Linked DNA regions of Mus musculus: region 1 is linked to region 2. The links are chromatin contacts, called in public Hi-C maps. All regions are on one chromosome and are shown on one strand. The core of a region is the stretch at or near the end of the contact, and the rest is flanking DNA. Distances in the headings are between cores, read along the strand shown.

The links. Hi-C and Micro-C count contacts between places; a contact is called where the count stands out from the background.
Region 1: a Hi-C map of pre-B cells shows a contact between it and region 2, with 4 times the contacts expected there. A contact is called at or near these places in 1 of 484 Hi-C or Micro-C datasets (pre-B cells), 2 of 130 datasets of targeted methods (bone marrow-derived macrophages and pancreatic cancer cells) and 2 of 9 other capture datasets (adipose tissue and liver).

The regions. Positions count from the first base shown.
Region 1 is chr19:9,039,211-9,045,928 of GRCm38.p6, forward strand. It overlaps a transcript of Ahnak not described here. Among named protein-coding and RNA genes, the nearest start is that of Scgb1a1, 45 kb to the right of the region's middle.
Region 2 is chr19:8,795,505-8,802,630 of GRCm38.p6, forward strand. Polr2g (polymerase (RNA) II (DNA directed) polypeptide G) reads right to left here and starts at 3,053. Exons shown (of 8, transcript NM_026329.2): 1 at 2,955-3,053; 2 at 2,720-2,829; 3 at 1,732-1,891. The coding sequence starts at 2,966. Zbtb3 (zinc finger and BTB domain containing 3) reads left to right here and starts at 7,044. Exons shown (of 2, transcript NM_001098237.2): 1 at 7,044-7,126.

The sequences.
Region 1 (6,718 bases), core at 796-3,295, 240 kb after region 2:
CGTTTGGTTTCTTGTGTATTTGCCATCCCAACAAGGTGCTTGTTTCTTTTTTCAATTTGTTTTATTATTGTTTAAATGTCTTGAAATTTAAAGGGGGTTAGGATCAAATCTCTTTCCCAAATAACTCAAATACTGAACAAGCGTGAGATGGTTCTCTCTTCCTACCACGTAGGTCTCAGGGATCAAAGTCAGGTCCTAAGTCAGATATTAGAGGCAATCACCTTTACCCTCTGGCCTATCTCACCAGTCCCACGTGCCTTGGACTAAAGTACAGGAATGTCTCTCTCCCTTGACTGTGAATGCTTCCTTAGAATGTAGGGTCTTGTGCACATGCAACCTAGAAACTAAGTTGTGCTGGGCATGGTGATTTATGATAAGAATCCCAGTGCTGTCAAACATCACTTGACAGACAACCAGATTGTCTGATTCCAGGCACCGGGCTTACCTGGCTCTGCCATTTGCCTGCAGATCACAAGAAGGTTTTGGCATTTCTCTGAGATCTAAAAAACCAGTTTGAGTACAACAGAGCTTGCTGTTGGTCAGCAGTGGTCAGTCATTTTAGTAAAATAGCAGCAAGTCAGTCCATTCAGGTGGAGCTACCTGGGAGCCTGGTCAGTCTGTGGCTTCAAGGCTAATGGTCATTTTGAAGGTGAGATGTTGGAGTGTGGAAACTCAAATTACAGCTGAGGCAGCCATGTTCCTGCAGACCTCGTCGCCCTGTTTCAAGGGCAGCGGAGCAGCCCTGAAGCTGCCGGGCTCTAGGCCGTTTCAGCGCTGTAACATGTGCAGGCTATAATTTGTTTGCTTTTTCTTTCTGTTTGTTTATTTTTAGACGGAGGTGGGGGTCTTCCTGAGTAGCTCATGTTGGCTTGGCGCTTGTGATCCTCCTGCCTCCCCCCCTCCCCCAGTACTAGGATTACAGACAGGCATGTGCTACCACACCCAGTTCATTTTATATTTAAGTGCCTGAGTCATGCTCACACGTGAACTTGGTAAAAGCTTTAAAATAACCTTTTAAAATACCATTTTAACCTTTTTATTTTCTACTAAGAGCAATTTAACCCAGGGCTTTGAAATTTCTAGGCAAGAGTCCTACTATTGAGCTATATATCTCTCATCTTTTTTTCTTTTTCTTCCTACTCTTTCTTCTCTCTCTTTTTTTTGTTTGTTTTTTTGTTTTGTTTTTTGAGACAGGGTTTCTCTGTGTGTGTTCTTGGCTGTCCTGGAACTCACTCTGTATACCAGGCTGGCCTCAAACTCACAGAGATCCACTTACCTCTGCATCCCAAGTCCTGGTGATTAAAGGCACATACCACCACTACCTGGTTCCTTTCTTTATTCTTTTTCTTCTTACCTTTCTTTTTCTTTTTCTTTTTCTTTTTTTTTTTTTTGGTTTTTTCGAGACAGGGTTTCTCTGTGTAGCTCTGGCTGTCCTGGAACTCACTCTGTAGACCAGGCTGGCCTCGAACTCAGAAATCCACCTGCCTTTGCCTCCCAAGTGCTGGGATTAAAGGCGTGTGCCACCACGCCCGGCTTCTTTTTCTTTCTTTTTTTTTTTTTTCAAAAGTTCTCTTGGAATCCAGGCTGAGTTGATCTCAGTATGTAGCAGAGGATGACCTTGAGGCTGGCCTCAAACTTGCTGAATTTGCAAGGATGGCCTTGAACTCCCGATCCTCTGCTTCCACCTTATGAATGCTGGGATTACAGTATGAGTTGGTTGTCACACCTGGTTTATTCATCGTGGGCATTGACTTCAAGGCTCTATGCATGCTGGGCAACCACTTTACCACCCTTCTCCCAAGTCCTGTTTTTAACTTTTTACTTTGAGATAAGCTTCAACTTATATGAACTCATTCTGTAGCCCAGCTTTGAATCCTTCTGCCTTAACCTCCCAGGTAGGTAGAAGTGCAGACCAATTGTAGGTCTATGATACTAGGTCTGCTTTAACTGTTTTTCTTTTTCTTCTTCTCCTCCTCCTTCTCCTTTAAGTCTATTTATTTTATTTGAGAGAGAAGAAAGAGGAAGTGAGACAGAGGGGGGGAGAGAGAGAACTGTGCTTATGTGTGCACCTGCTTCTACATGTACTAGATACATGCCTGGTGTCCTTGGAGGCCAGAAGAGTTACACACAGCTGTGAGCTGCCTTTTGGGTTCTGAAAATTGGACTTGGGTGCTCTGGAAGAGCAGCTAGTGCTCTTAACCTCTGAGCCATCTCTCCAGCCCCTGGCTTTACCCTTTTGGGATATTCACTTCAGTGATATTAAGTACCTGCCTGTGCTTGTGGGATCCTTACCATATGCTACCTCCAGAACTCTTGCCATCTCCCTCAGCTCAAACTCTATAGTCATTAAACACCAACTCCCTATTCCCATTACCCAGCTCCTGGAAACCACCTTCCTTGGTGTGACTCTGTGAATCCCATGATTCCAAGTACCTCATATCAGTGGACTCTAAAACATCTGTTTTTTGGGGTCTGGCTTACTTGTAGTAGTGTTCTGAATGTTACAGCACATGTCAGAATATGATCTCTGTTCTATATTAATAGTAGTTTATTTCTCGTATATGCCACATTTACCTGCTTATCTGTTGATGGATATTTAGGATGCCTTTCTACCTTTTGTGAATAGTTCTGCTATGAGCACTGATGAGCAAATATCTCTTTCGTTCAAAAATTACATTTACTGATGGGCATGATCACGGTTGTGCATACCTCCAATCTCAGTACTTAGGAGGCAGGAGCACGTAGATTTATGTGAGTAAGAGGACAGCCTGATCAACATAGCAAGTTCCAGGCTACCCAGGACTACATAATCTGAGTTACTGTCTTAAACATTTTTTTTTTTTTGCATGTGCCACAATGTGTCAGTGGACATTGGAGGACAACTTTTGGGAGTTGGTTCTCACCTTTCACTGTGAAGATCTGGAGGATGGAGTTCAGATTGTCAGGCTCAGCTGCAACCTTCTTTATTAGCTGAGTCATCTTGGCCCTGCACCCACTTCTTTTCAGTATATATCCAGTAATGGAACTTCTTGATATGGCCCTTAGCTTGTATCAGGTGAACGTTATACATCAGGAGATGTGTGAACACTTGCTGGGAAAGTTCTCCTACCTCCCTACCCTCTACTGCGGTGGCTCACAGAGTTTTGTCTTCATAAATGTCATCTTGTCCAGATGAACAGGTGCTGAGCCCATCTTTTACATTTGATATGCCATTAGCAATTTCCCCCATTCTGTCTTTCCACCTCTATAATACAGTCACTTTTCTGTGACTACCCACAACGGTCCTGATTTGAGCTCCTAACTCTCACCCACACTATGACAGTTGCTTCTGTGTCTTGGACCCTCTGGTCCTTTTTATATCATAGCAACAAGATTGACTTTTTCAAAACATTAGTCAATTAGGCCAACTTATTCTAAATATCTCAAAAAAAATTATGTCATTTACCACTTATACCTTTCTGTGACTCTCCATCTCACTGTGAAACACAGCTCAAGGGCTAGCAATGATTTAAGACTTCTACTTCTACAGCATCTGGCTCCTGCTCTCCATTCCTGATCCTTTGCTGTTCTTTGATTTGACAATCAAATTCCTTGCTATGAACTATGCCTGGAATGCCCTTCTGCTTGGGAAATTCTTCTCTTGGTAAATGTCACCTCACCAGAGAGACCTCTAACATACCTTTGATCCTTCTTTTCAAGCCCCCACCTTCTCTCCATCCCTTTCCTTCCTTTCTCACTGTGACTCTCCATATGTAGTACAGGCTGACCTTGAACTCACTTCAGTTCTCCTGCCTCAGCCTCTGGAGTTCTGGGAATTCAGGCATGAGCCACCTCAATGACTACCACCTCTGGCTTTTACTAATTCCATATTCTCCATCTAGTCAGTGTTAATACCTACATTTGTTAGCTTCTGTCCCCTTCACTAGAATGTAACCTTTATGATGTTTTTACTTTTTATATTTCCTGTTGTAGCTTTCTTAATCTATAAACAACAAAATGGAGACTCTTGATATTCTCTTCTATGTGTTGTTCCATTTGGTAAGCTATATTGGATGCTGAAGCAGTAGTTCATTGTGAGTTCATTTGAGACCAGTGGAGGGTGAATAATGAATTCCAGACCAGCCTAAACTACAATGTGAGACACTGTCTAAAAAGTGGTGAATGAGCTTGGCAGTGGTGGCAGATGCCTTTAATCTTAGCACTTGGGAGGCACAGGTAGTCAGATTTCTGAGTTCAAGGCCAGCCCGGGCTACAGAGTGAGTTCCAGGACAGCAAGAGCTTCACAGAAAAACAAAATATTTTTAAAAAAAAAAAGTGTGTGAAAAGTGTGTGTGGTGTATGCCAGCCCATGTTGTACAGTGCACCTTTAATCGGGAGGCAGAGGCAGGTGGAGTAAGAGTAAGAGACCAGTCTGGTTTAAATATCAAGTTTCAGGGCAGCCAGGGATACACAGTGAGTGAGATCTTGCTTCAAAAAAGGAGTGGAGGTGGCTAGTGAGATGGGTCAGTGGGTAGAGGTGCTTGCTGCTAAGTTTGATGACCTGAGTTCAATCCCCAGGACCTACATGGTGGAAAGAGAAAATGGACTCCTGCAAGTTGTCCTCTGACCTCTGCATACATGCATGATATGTATGTACTAATCCTGTACACAAATAAATAAAGGTAATAACATCTTAAAAACCCATTTGGACACTGAGAAAATATTCTGTTACTGCCAAACCCGGAGCACTGCCAGTGAGTATTAGGAAAGACCACACTCTGCATACCCTGAAGTCTGTACTCAAGGCTCTTTCGGCTGATGGCTTTCTGGGGAGGCAACCTAAGAACCACACTTCAAATCCCATTTACTTGCTAGATTATTTTTTCCTTCACATTTTTCTTTTAGGTGTATTTGAGAAAACATGGCTTTTATTTCATTTTGATTACACCATTCTCTCTGTTTCCTTTGAGAGTAAACTCCATAAAGAGACTTTGGCTGTTGTTGAAAACTGTGCTTCTGGCCCTATGAGAACAGTGCCTGTCATTTAGCGGCCATCCAGTCGACCTTGGGGGTGGGGAGATGATCTGAGTGCTTCCTCCGTTTCAGGTGCTAGCTATGGAAAGTCCGTTCATCAAAAATGAATGCAGGAGGTGTTGTCAGCCTTAGGTAATGGCTAAACTATTGGAGGCTCCACGTGGTGGTGCGACTTGCCCTTAAGTGTCAGAGCTGGGACCTGAACACAGAGGAGTTGAATACCTCTCTCCATTCATCCCTGGCTTCGTCACCAACCAGCCAGATGGGGTCTAGTGATGAGTTTACCATGCTATATATAGCTACACTGCAGCTTCCTTCTCCTCCCACTCTCCCTCCTTTGATGCTAAGGGTGGAGCCCACAAACTAGGGAAGAAACACTTAGTGAACCCCACCCACCAAGTGCCTCTCCCTCTCCCTCTCCCTTGCCCTCTCTCTCTCTCTCCTTTCCTTTCCTTTCTTTCTTGTTTTATTTATTTAAAAATTTTTATGTGTACTAATGTTTTGCCTGCACGCAAGCATTCAGGTACCTACTGGAGACCTGAAAGGAAGTTGGATCCCTTGAAACTATAGTTAGAAATGATCGTGAGCCCTGGCAGCAGGTTTTAAATCCCATCTTTCTGAGCTGTTTTTCCTTGACCTGATGTTGTTTCGAACATACCATGTAGATCTCTCTGATGGGGACAGAAATTCAGGGCTGGCTGATTACTTAGTTGTCTTGGTTACCCGTTCCCTCTTGATTTGAACCAGTAACAGCGGCCTGATGAGGTTGATCACCCCTGACTCTTGGGTGGTCCTGAGCTGTGAATGGATGGATTCATGAGCCTAAAGCATTCTTTTGGCAAATCAGAAGTTCTGATGGCCTCTCACTCTGTTGCTCTTGTCAACTAGTGGCCCTGTGGTTCTGGGCTTTGGGGGGCCTCCTGTATTTGGGTGCAGATCAGTTTTAGAAGGAGCAGATGTTAGTCCAGCTCTGATAGGCCATCTCCTGCTCTTTTTCCTCTTCTTCCTCTTCCTCCTTCTCCTCCTCCTCCTCCTCTTCTCATTGTTTCTCTGTGTGTTCCTGCATTCCTGGCTGTCCTGGAACTCACTCAGCAGACCAGGCTGGCCTCAAACTCAGAGATCTACCTGCCTCTGCCTCCCGAGTGCTTGGATCAAAGGCATGGACCACCATTGCCCAGCCAGGCAGTGTTTCTTGGTGTGGAAATCATGGTATTTCTAAATGTCTTTGAGGTGTTCAACTACACAGGAGGATGAGTCTTAGGACATAGTATATCTTCATGTTCTGGATAGTTTGTCCCTATCTTTCCTCTAAGTCTCTTAGGGGTTAAATGTAACCAGGAAGGAACAGGACGATTCTGCATATTCCACACATTCAGAATGAGGAATATTTTCTGTTCACAGGGATTGGGGACAATCTGCATGATGGCCCAGAGATAAAGGCAGACTCGATAAGGAATGAAAAAGTGACCTCACCTTGAAAAGCACATGAGCTGGTGAGTGGTGGGGAAGATGGGTGAGGCAGGAGAGTAAGGACATAGCACGAAAGATCTTGCTTTTGGGCATGGTGATGCACTCTGTAATCCTAGCACTTGAAAGGCTGAAGCAGGAGGACTGCTGTTGGTTCAAGACTGCACTCGTCTGTATAGTGAGTTCCAGGACAGCTAGGGCTATGTAGAGAGACTCAACCTTGAAAAAAACCAATCTT
Region 2 (7,126 bases), core at 1,803-4,302:
CAGGACAGCCAGGGCTACACAGAGAAACCCTGTCTCAAAAAAACAAAACAAAACAAAAGAAACATGCATGCAGACAAGACAAAACATCCATACAGCCAGTCAAGGTGGCAAAGCGTTTAATCCTATCACTTAGGAGGCAGAGGCAGGCAAATCTGTGTGTTTAAAGTTAGCCAGAGGGCTGGTGAGATGGCTCAGTGGGTAAGAGCACCCGACTGCTCTTCCGAAGGTCAGGAGTTCAAATCCCAGCAACCACATGGTGGCTCACAACCATCCATAATGAGATCTGACTCCCTCTTCTGGAATGTCTGAAGACAGCTACAGTGTACTTACATATAATAAAAAAAAAAAAAAAAAAAAAAAAAAAAAAAAAAGTTAGCCAGAGCTACAAAGTGAGTTCAAGGCCAGCCTTGGCTACATAGTGAGACCCTGTTTCAAAAAAACAAAAGCAAACAAATAAACGAAGAAAGGCCTGGGCTTGGAAATTTAGCTGAATTGTACGACCCTGGGTTTGATCTTCAGGTCTGGAGAGGAGAGTGGAGAAAGAAAGAGTCAGGGGGCAGCTGGTGAGATGGCTCAGTGGGTAAGAGCACCCGACTGCTCTTCTAAAAGTCCTGAGTTCAAATCCCAGCAACCATGTGGTGGCTCACAACCATCCATAACGAGATCTGACTCACTCTTCTGGAGTGTCTGAAGACAGCTACAGTGTACTTACATATAGTAAATAAATAAATCTTTTAAAAAAAAAAAAACCCTTAAAAAAAAAAGAGTCAGGGGGTAGTTTGCATACTATCAGTCAACAGTAACGACTCAGTCAATGCAGATTTCTATTGTAGCACGACTACTTCTGTAATTCAGAAGACACCCCCAGCTAAGTTAGATGGAAAGACAGTTAAGGAAAGTGAAGAACCAAAAAGTGACCTAAGGGACTGAAGAGATGGCTAAATAATTAAGAGTGCATAACCGTGCTTGCAGAGGACCTGAGTTCAATTCCTAGCATCCATATCCAGGGTCTCACAACTCCAGGTAGGAGGGGACCTGAAACCCTCTTGAAGCTTCAGAAGGTACCAGCACTCATGGGCTTGCACTCACCCCAGATAACATACAAGTACACATAGTTAAAATTAAAATAAATTGCTGGGTGGTGGTGGCTCGTGTCTTTAATCCCAGCACTCAGGAGGCAGAGGTAAGTGGATGTCTGAGTTTAAGGCTAGTTTGGTCTATGGGGTAAGTTCCAGGACAGCCAGGGCTACACAGTGAATCCCTGCCTCAAAAACAAAAGTACAAAACTGACAGCCAGGACTACACAGAGAAACCCTGTCTCTAAAAACAAAAACAAACAAACAAACAAAAAATCAAACCAACCAACCAACCAACCAAACAAACAAACAAAAAACCTGCTGGGTAGTGGTGGCACATGCCTTTAACTTGAGAGGCAGAGGCAGGTGGATTTCTGAGTTCGAGGCCAGCCTGGTCTACAGAGTGAGTTCCAGGAGAGCCAGGGCTACACAGAGAAACCCTGTCTCAAAAAAAAAAAAAAAAAAAAAAAAAAAAGAAAAGAAAAGAAAAGAAAAGAAAAAAGAAAACCCTAAAACCAGAAAAGAAAAACCAAAAAACTAAGATAAAATGAATCTTAACAACAACAAAAGACTTAAGGCAACTAGTAAGTGGACTAGGGACTGAACCCTCACCTTAGGAAATACCCCATAACCTTTCTATGAATAATACTCTTACCTTGTTGACCTGAGTGACCACAGCATCCACCACTTCACCTTTAAAGGGCCGGAAAACAATAGCTTTGTATTTCACTGGATAAAGAACAAAACCTCGGCCTGGCTGGATCACACCAGCACCAATATTGTCGATGGTGGTGACAGCAATTACAAAGCCATATCTGCATGAAAAATGAAAGAAGACAGCTATGTGAAGAGCCTCTGAAAAGCCACCAGCAATAAGAGTCTCTGTGTGAAAGAACCTCTGTTCAGATGGTTCATTGATCAAGAAGAGACAGGACACAGATTAGCACCTAAATATATATATATATATATACACACACACACACACACACACACACATATATATGTTTTTTCGAGACAGAGTTTCTCTGTGTAGCGCTGGCTGTCCTGGAACTCACTCTTTAGACCAGGCTGGCCTTGAACTCAGAAATCCACCTGCCTCTGCCTCCCAAGTGCTGGAATTAAAGGCATGCGCCACCCCCGACCAGCTTAGCACATGAAATATTAAATGATGCTCTCATGATGGTACAGTAAATGCCCAAGAAGGCCTAGATATGCTGACATACACCTATTCTCTCAGTACCATGTAGGCTAAGGCAGGAGGACTTGCCAGGGTCAAAGCTGAGACAGGTCTTTCAAAAACCACAAACGAGTCAGAGAATTGTGATGAAAGCCTTTAATGTCAGCACTCAGTGGCAGGCAGATCTCTGAATTAGAGCCCAGCTTGGTCCACATAGTGAGGCCATCTCAAAACTCAAAAACATTTGCATAATAACGGTCTTATCTCACATAAGGGAAGAAAATTTTCTTTAGTAGCTTTTCAGAGTGTCTAAAACAGGCAAAAACTGGCTGCTTCAGGTGCCTGGAGGGGTGAAAGGGTTCCTCAGAGTAAGCGACAAGCCCTGACAGAAGGAGTTAAGAAGAGGTTAGAGACTAGCGCCATTGTGCGTGCATTCAGCAGACCTCTCTGTGAAGCAGAAACTCACTTCCCAGTGCAGGTCCCCTCCACCTCGGTAAACAGCTTCTGCTTCACCGTGTTGAGCAAGTTTGGACCGAAGTATCGTGGGTGCAGGAGGATCTCGTGCTCCAGGGAAATCTGCAGAGAAAGGAAGATGGAGACTCAGCCAGCCACATTGAGGACAGGAGGCGACCTGTCGGCCCTTCCGGGCCTCCAGGATCCTCCTGTGACTGCCCCTCACAGTTACCCCGCATCCAGCTCACGTGATAAAACATCTTCTGCAGAAGCTTGGCCCGCAGCGCCCAGAACTTCCCACGCAGAGACCTCTCCGGAAGCACTTGCAGAAGTCCCACCACTTCTCTGCGGTCGCTTCCGCAGCGCTGATTGAGTCTTAACGTCATGGGCGGGGATACATGAAGCCCCGCCCCTCAGGCCTGCCCACCACCGTTCATACTCCCCTCCTACTTAAAGCAAATTCTAGGACAGCCGGGATTACAGAGAAAAACCCGGCCTCGAAGAACCAAAGCCAAAACTAAAACCAAAACCAAAACCAAAACCAAAACCAAAACCAAAACCAACCAAAAAATGTGAGTTATTTTAGGTCTGACTTTTACCACATGCCCTTAAACCCAGCCGTGGCAAACAGATCTCTAAACTTAAGGCTAAGCCACAGCTACAAAGTGAGTTCCAGGGTAACCTGGGCTGTGTATACAACCCTGTAAAACATTTACACATATTTAAAAAAAACCAAAAAATTATTATTATTTAATTTGGGGGCTGAAGAAATAGCTCAGTCCTTAAGAGCACTTGCTCCTCTTGCAGAGGTCCAGGATTTAATTCCCAGCACCCACAGGGTAGCTCACACTCTTCTTTGTAACTCCAGCTCAGGGAGAGCTGACATCCTCTTCTGGCTTCCTTCAGCACTGCATGTGAGTGGTACCCAAACACACATACAGGCAGAACACCCATGCTTGTAAAATAAAAAGAAAGGCTAGGCAGCTGGGGATATGATTGTTCTTCCAAAGGATCCAGGTTTGATTCCCAGCACAAGCATGCTGACTCAACTCTCTATCTATACTTCAATCCCAGGGGATCCAGTGCCCTCTGGCCTCCATGAACACAGCACCCTTGTGGTGAACAGACATAGCTGTAGCCAGAACACTCACACATATAAAATAAGAATAACGGTTTTTTTTTTTTTTACATGTAAATAAAAATAAAGCTCTCAAAGAGGACCTGAGTTCAGTTACTAACACTAGCATTTCACAACTCCAGCTCTAAGGGGACCTGAAATCTTCTCGTAGCCTCAGAAGGTACCAGTACTCATAGGCTCATACTCACACATAGGTAGCATACATTATTAAGTACACATAATTAAAAAGAAATCACTTAGCTGGGCATGATGGCGCACGCCTTTAATCCCAGCACTTGGAAGGCAGAGACAAGTGAATTTCTGAGTTTGAGGCCAGCCTGGTCTACAGAGTGAGTTCCAGGACAGCCAGGGGCACATAAACAAGGCTGTCTTAAAAAACAAAACAAAACAAAAAAACCCCAAAAAGACAGCAAACAAACAAAAAGATTATGTCTGCAGGCATGCACTAGGCTTACTTTCTTTTCTATTTGAGGGACAGGGTTTTATTATGTAGCCATGGACGGCCTGGAATTTGTTTTGTAGAGGAAGCTTGCCTTGAACTTTTAACAATTCTCTTGCCTTTTCTTTTGAAGTCCTGGGTAAAGTGGAAGCTTAAGGTTTGTCAGTTGTGTTGGAAGGTATTTTGCTGGAGCTAACACGTGAAGGAGTGTTTTCCTGAAGTGGACACAGGTGAAAGAGTAAGGCAGACTCATGAAGGAACATTTAGTTGAAGCAGACACAGGAGAGAGATGTACTGCTAAAGCAAGCACATGAAAGGACACGTGATAAAGGATTCTTTGCTAAAAACTGGCATGTATTGGCCTGCCTTCCATTGCACAGTTGAGTTGAATTTGTCAGGACTCCATAGGGAGAAATGCACCAAAAAACTTTTGGTGGTGTGCTGCAGTTTCTTGCTGCTTCTTCGGACTTGGGCTGATTGGCAGAGTGATGTCAGGTAAGACAGACGCATGTGCTGCGTCAAGACTCATGGAGAACATGTGATGTTTGGAGAGAGTATAAGTAGGACTCAGTGGATGGTGATAGAGGCTGAGCTAGGCTTGCTTCTAGAGCTAGCTATGCAATGCTTGTAGGTCTCAAGTCTGCTTATCTCATCCCTGAGAGAGGCACAGCCTAGAACTTTTCGTAGTGTTCCTCCTGGTCCCACCTGCTGACTTGTGCCAAGGCTGAGGCCTGGCTGTCTCTGCTAGGTCGTTCCACTGCTACTGATTCATGTTTGCTATCCTGACTCTCCCAAACTGGACTGCTGGTGTATCCATGAAGTGTTTGCGAGTGGATCCAGCTGCTGCTGCTAACCAATAAACTGAACTGCTGATTTCTGGACAATATAGACAAGATACTAAGATACTAAGATATTATCAGGACTCAGATAATAGAGAGAAGCTCAGGAGTGTTAGGTCATCCTTGGATACAAGAGCAAATATGAGGACAGCCTGTGTTAAGTGAGGGCTTGTCATTTTAAAGGAAAAAAAAAAAGGAGAAGGTACAGGGTGGGGGAAATGTTTCTTCAATACTGGTCACCATTGACCTGCCTATAGCTCCTGCTGGTGAGACATTGGCAGGAGCACTCTAAGTTCCAAGACAACCTGTGCTACATGTGGAAATCCTCTCAAGCAAACAAGAAGTAGCTCAATTGAAAAAATAAACAAAACTCCATTCGTGGAACTATTTCCAGGGACTCATGGTGCAGCTCTGGTGGCCTAGAACTCACTATATTGACCAGGTTGACTTTAAACTCTCAGAGATCTGCCTGCCTCTATTTCCCAAGTGTTGGGATTAAAAGAGCACATCACCTACACTTGGGTTTTATGCTGTCCAGGCTGTGCTGAAAGTTTGTTGTTCCGGCTGGCCTTGAAGTTCCGATGCTCTGTCTTCTACCTCCTGAACATATTGTGGACATGCACAACCACATGTGTATTATGGGACCAAACAGGACTATCTTTGGAGGCAAACTACCATCCTCCTCAGAACTTTAGCTGGGTCTGCAGGCAGAAGACCACCTCAGCTGTGCTTGCTGACTGTTGACTTTCCCTTATAGGATGAGGGGCTGTGGAGGGTCATGAGACCCTCACTTGAGTATCCAGTCACTTCCCTCAACCAGTTCCCTAATTGCACATGACCCCAGGATCTCCAGGGCTGGGTGTGTGTGTAATATATATATTACATATATTACCTGATTGATATACATATATATATATATATATATATATATATATATATATATATATATATATATATATATATATATATATATATATACCCAGAATTCTATAGGTGGAGAATGACTTAGGGAGGGAGCTCCATCTATATGGCTACAGGAACATTATGCTGGGTAAACCCTTTAGCCAGGGACTTCTGAAGTGGCTCACCCACACTCCTGTAAGTAACCCCTCACCTAGGCTCTGTAAGAAAGGCCAATAAGTTCTCAGGGGCCCAAGGTACTAGTGGCATAGTACCTTGGTTTATCATTGGGACCTTACAGAAGAGTTTTTTGTTTTGTTTTGTTTTCTCTACTTATTGACTTTACATTCCGATCGCAGCCCCCCTCAGGGAAAAGATTTTAACAACACAGATATCCTTAGACTCTGTCCCATTTCTGTCCTTACTAGGGCTTGCCTAGAGAACAGTCCATCATCTTCATAGAGTTAGAGGTAGTTACTAACACCACTACTGAGCCTGAACTAGTGGCGCATCCTGTAATTTTCGAGGACCAGATCTGCAAGAGTGAACTGCACTTTTGGGAGGTGTGGCTTACTGCCCACTGTTTCGGCAGAGCTTGGTCTAGACGTGGGCCTACAGGTTATCACACCATTTTGTTATAGTTCTCCTTCTAGGTAGTCCGCAGCAGAAACAGGCTGTATACTCCCGAATACACTGCGTTACTGCCAACCTCGCCCCACCCAGGCGGGTAATTTCCCTATGGGAAACAGATGAATAAGTTCAGCCAATCCTGAGGTCTCTGAGGGAAGGCGGGATGAGGAAGAAAAGTTTAGGACAGGAGCAACAACCAATTGTGAGCCTCGACGCCTGAGCAATGGCAGGGATTGCCCATTTGGAGAAGCCGGTTATCGAGGGGCGGGGTAGCTCACAGTGAGCCAATCCACAACAAGAGAGGGCAAGCTTGAGCCAATTAAGATAGCGGAGGTGGGAAGAGGCGGAGCTCTCCTAGTAGCTGCTAGGTCGTGGGTGAGGGCTCAGCTTTCTCTGCTAGTTCCTACGTTGGGAGTCCTTAGCCTTGGAGTTCGAGAGGGAAAAGCGCAGGAAGTTCCGGGTCTGGGGCGTGAA